2 separate regions of the Mus musculus genome follow, and region 2 is linked to region 1. A link is a contact called in public promoter capture Hi-C data. All regions are on one chromosome and are shown on one strand. Each heading gives the region's core, a stretch centred on a gene start, on an enhancer-like site or on the middle of the called end of the contact. The rest is flanking DNA. Distances are from core to core; before and after follow the strand shown. Region 1 holds the start of A830092H15Rik (a long non-coding RNA gene). Region 2 holds the start of Ghsr (growth hormone secretagogue receptor).

What was found. Promoter capture Hi-C pulls out the DNA fragments that hold promoters and counts their contacts.
Region 2: a promoter capture Hi-C map of embryonic stem cells shows a contact between it and region 1, with 4 times the contacts expected there. The contact joins the promoter of Ghsr here to the promoter of A830092H15Rik in region 1. A contact is called at or near these places in 2 of 39 promoter capture datasets (embryonic stem cells and stem cell-derived epiblast-like cells).

The regions. Positions count from the first base shown.
Region 1 is chr3:26,330,698-26,333,205 of GRCm38.p6, forward strand. A830092H15Rik (a long non-coding RNA gene) reads left to right here and starts at 1,256. Exons shown (of 2, transcript XR_389623.4): 1 at 1,256-1,386; 2 at 2,165-2,508. It also overlaps a transcript of Nlgn1 not described here.
Region 2 is chr3:27,370,097-27,372,604 of GRCm38.p6, forward strand. It overlaps Ghsr (growth hormone secretagogue receptor), which reads left to right and starts at 1,255. Exons shown (of 3, transcript NM_177330.4): 1 at 1,255-1,346; 2 at 1,543-2,490. The coding sequence starts at 1,701.

The DNA of each region.
Region 1 (2,508 bases), core at 6-2,505:
TCTACCACTAAGGCCCTAGAAATGGAAGGAAAAAGAGAGAGAGAGAGAGAGAGAGAGAGAGAGAGAGAGAGAGAGAGAGAGAGAGAGAGAGAGAGAGAGAGAGAGAGAGAGAGAGAGAAAGAGAAAACAGTGGTACAGGCCAGAGCTCATTAGAATAATCACAAATGAATCAAATATGGGACATATTTCCCTCATTCCAATAACAGCCTAACTGCTTCCTCCGGAATAAATTATTCCTCGTTCAAAAACCTCATCCTAAATAATTTAAAATTTACTGCAGGTTGCTTTAATATTATGTCTACTCACAAGGCATTGTGCTGAGGCTGGCAGGAGTCAGTGGCGAACCGTTTAAACCTTGGGGTGGACTACCCTCTCTTCCCAGGAGAGTTTATTGCCCAACAATGCATAATCTATTAGTCGCTCCTCGCGGGGGATCCAGAAAGTGACATCTTGACTTGAACCAGCACGCAGATCGGAAAGCCACTTCAAAGGAAACCTTGTAGAGAAGAAGAGCAACTTTCTAATTCCTGTCAAACTAAGAGGCGGAACCAAGCCCAGAAGTAGCCTCAAGGCCTGGAGAGAGCAGAGCAGAGAGCCGACTCCACACTCCAGCCAAGGCTCAAGAAAGGCTTTGCTTCTGGAGGCGGCATTGTTCCTCCATCCGCTCAGCCTCCGCGTCTCCCCTCCGCGGACTCTCAGAATCACTGCCTTTCTCGGGTACCTCTCCGCCGACCTCCGGGATCTGGGTGCCTGGGTCCCAAGGCGCACCCAAGCAGGCTCACTGCAGAGGCTGGGGCGCCGCTCGGAAGACTAGGAGCCTCCGCACGAGTCCGCCCCGACCAGGGCAGCGCGCAGCGCACACTCAGTGTCTCACTCCTCTCGGCTTCCCTGGCTCCCACGGACTCGGTTGGCCTCTCACCACCCACTCGGGTTCGCCTTTCCTGCCTTGGCTTCCCACACCAGCTCCGCACCGCCGCCACAGCCGCGTCCCGACGCTCCGAACCCTAGCAGGCCGGGATGAAGGGATGCCAGGGTCAGGGATGCACCCGAAGGAGAAGAGAGGCTAAGGCGAGCCGGGGCAGGTGGGGAGTCGCGGGCTGCGGGAGAGGGCGTGTGCGAGCGAGCCCCCCGAGAAAGATGCATGTACTCGGCCACCCCGCTGGAAGAAGGACCGAGGGGGCAGGATGCAACGTGGAGAACGCCCACCGCGAGGGTGCGCAAAACCGGCGATTTGCAAAGTGCCAGGGCCAGACAGGCAGAGGGGGAGGAAGGAGGCTGGCTGAAGACCAGGAACAGAGAGAAGAGCCCACTTCTCCATCAAAAGGTCTGTTCGGTTAACGCATCCCCAGAGCAGGAGTTAATCGAGGACTGGATGCAGTGTAAAAGGTGGGTTTTAAAAAACTCGCTGGCCGCGTAGGTCTTCTTATGCTAGACTTAGCTCCCTCTCTCTCAACTCTGGGGATTTGCCCTCCCTGTGACACAACTGGAATTTACAGGAGCTGAAGCCCACTGTCCTCCTTGCTGTTTATCTGCATTTTGGAGATTCTATGAAACCTAGTATTGAAGAAACCACCCAGCTCATTAAAGTTCATTAATTTTTATTGTTTTTATTTTCATCAGAAGATAGTAGTGGAGACTTAACACCAAGATGTGTTTAAAACATTGATCTGATCGACATAGCATTTTGTTGTAGTTGTTGTTGTTGTTGTTTTTGTTACTGTTGTTGTATAAAGGACAAAATGTATTTTAAACCGCTAAAAGACAGAGGCAGGTACTGGGAAACTCAATCAAGTGGGGGAATACAAGACACATTTAAACTGTAATGGACTATCACATCTTTAACACAGTCACCCTCCCCAGCACCCGATCCCTCCTCCTGGGCCCCGGGGATTTTGGAAAAGGGTGGAGCAAGGTAGAGAACAGGGATGGGGTAGGGTTGGTGGAAAAGGTGAGGGCAGGTAGAAGCCAGCAGGAAGTTATCAGCAGTCCCTAGGACTGAGGTAAATGCCATGCCTAGTAGACTCAAGAGGCCCCCTTACCTTCTCTCTAAGCCCCCGTTGTACCTGCTCTGCAACCAGAAATACTTCTTGGTGCCTAGCGTTCAGCCTAAGGATGGCAGAACGTTAAACAGTTCTTCACTCTCCCTCCCCTTGTTCCAAACCAGGATCAAAAGAATGTGAATAATGGTCTCTGTGCTCATCAGCTCTGGAACATTTCGCTGTGTTGAGGAGAAGAAGATGAAAACCAAGCTTTGAGACGCACGTAAATGTATCATAAGCTACCCGACCGATATATAAACATATATAGGTTCTTTGCATGTAAATCCAAAAGAAGAGCACCCCAGAAGCCTCTGGAGGAGGGAGGGGGCTGGAGCAGCAAAACTTGGCAGAGCAAATGTATCCAAGGATTTCGTGCCAGAATTCCTGAGAAGCTTTGGAGGAAGAGGAAGAAAAAGAAAAATATGAAATTATCCCTAAACACACACTTGAAACTGGAGACGCCTAAAGG
Region 2 (2,508 bases), core at 5-2,504, 1.0 Mb after region 1:
TGCATACACTGAGTTCCTGTCTGACTTGTGAGCTAACAATTTAGGTGATAGAGAAGGCAATAAGCCATCTAGCAAAGGCATGTGGTATTGCACTCCGGTATGCAAGAAACTGTTAATGATTGATCTGCATTTTGGTGGGTGGTCTCCCTCCTTCAGCACTGAAGCACAAGACTGTTGGGAAAAGCTTCAGGCTTGAGGAGGCAGATCAGAACACGTGCACATGTGAGGGGCTCGGGCGCTGGCCGAGGTGCTGAACAGTTCCTGTTAATGAGCAGGAACCATGAAGAGGCTCTGAGCTCTCAAAGGGTCTTCTCAATTTTTCAGGTGTGGATTCCCAGATCTGAACAGCAGATGCGCAGGTCGTTCTCGGAAGACCCTTGTTAGTACCGAGATGCCCTGAAATTCATTCCCATCGAATGAAAATCCCCTTTCTCACTAGCAACCAGGAAGAAACGCTAGCCCTTATTAATTTGTCAAATGGCTCAGGCATCTCAGATGTTTGGCTTCCATCCCCAATGATCCTTACGCTGTCTAGCATTTTACAAAGAAACAACAGCAAACTAAAGCTCCGAAGGTTGGAGCTCTTGGCCGGGGGGGGGGGGGGGGATCGCAGCTTCTAAGTAGCTGATCTCTCCAAACCAAGCTTTTAAGAAGTTTACTGCTCACCCTCGACGTGCGCCAGCCTGGCAGCACAGGCTGCTTCTGCTCCTGCACTTGCCACACATTTCCCCCTGTGTGGGTCTCTGCAGCGTTCTTGTCCCTGCGCTAGTTTACTTCAGTTTGTAAAGGTGACTTTCATGCTCATCCAGCATACCCCTTAACCACACCAAGTCCTAGGGCTGGGATTTAGAACAGGGCTTTCGCACACTTGGAGAATGAACCAGCTCTGGTTTTGATCTGTGATCTCAGAGCAGATTCTGGGTTTAAAATCCGGGCGAACACCCACTGGGGTGTGTTCTAAGATTGCCAGAAGCTCTTCCCAGGTGCGCACTGTCTCCTCTGATTTGAATACAAATAGAAGCTTCCGTTTTCCCCTCTGCCTTTCTTTCTCCACCGAGGGGAACACTCGCTTTTTCTCCCGTCTCTCTGTGAAGGAAGAGCTTTGATCCCGCTGCTGAAGGCATCTTTCACTACGGTCTCCACCCTTCATTACTTTACCCAAATGACCTATCCTTCCCGGCCACCCTAGCGCCCAAGAGTGGAGAGAGGAGCCCTCACACACTCGCTTTGCAGCGCCTGCCTTCCGCAGAGCCCACGCACTCGGACGCTGTGGGGAGCACGACAGGCTGCTGGGGCGAGATCTCCAGTGCCAGGCACTGCTGGTGGCGCCGCCGATAGAGTGACAGGTAAGTGAGTGCGTGTACAGTCGAGGCTGTATTGGGAGACCGGGACTGTGTGGGGAAGATAGTGGGAAGGGGGAAGAAAAGAGAGATGTGGGAGGGAGGGGAGAGGAGGAACGGAAGGAAATAGGGAGAGACGTGCAGTGGGTCACTCTCTTCCTTTCATCGCTAATGTTCGCACCCCCATTCCACCTTCTCCTAGGCTTCTTCTCACTTCTCTCTTCCCCAAGCATCCTTCCTGCTGCTCGCGCCCATTCCTCCCCCCACGCCGCCCCCCGCCCGGCCCCCACTCTTCCGCGCCTAGGAGGACCTCCTCAGGGGACCAGATTTCCGCGCGGCTGCGACCCCAAGCCTGGCAACATGTGGAACGCGACGCCCAGCGAGGAGCCGGAGCCTAACGTCACGCTGGACCTGGACTGGGACGCTTCTCCCGGCAACGACTCACTCTCTGACGAACTGCTGCCACTGTTCCCCGCGCCGCTGCTGGCGGGCGTCACTGCCACCTGCGTGGCGCTCTTCGTGGTGGGCATCTCGGGCAACCTGCTCACCATGCTGGTGGTGTCCCGCTTCCGCGAGCTGCGCACCACCACCAACCTCTACCTATCCAGCATGGCCTTCTCCGATCTGCTCATCTTCCTGTGCATGCCGCTGGACCTCGTCCGCCTCTGGCAGTATCGGCCCTGGAACTTCGGCGACCTGCTCTGCAAACTCTTCCAGTTTGTCAGCGAGAGCTGCACCTACGCCACGGTCCTCACCATCACCGCGCTGAGCGTCGAGCGCTACTTCGCCATCTGCTTCCCGCTGCGGGCCAAGGTGGTGGTCACCAAGGGCCGTGTGAAGCTGGTCATCCTTGTCATTTGGGCCGTGGCCTTCTGCAGCGCGGGGCCCATCTTCGTGCTGGTGGGCGTGGAGCACGAGAACGGCACAGATCCCCGGGACACCAACGAGTGCCGCGCCACCGAGTTCGCTGTGCGCTCTGGGCTGCTCACCGTGATGGTATGGGTGTCGAGCGTCTTCTTCTTCCTGCCGGTCTTCTGCCTCACTGTGCTCTACAGTCTCATCGGGAGGAAGCTGTGGCGGAGGCGCGGCGACGCGGCGGTGGGCTCCTCGCTCAGGGACCAGAACCACAAACAGACAGTGAAGATGCTTGGTGAGTTCTGACACCCCG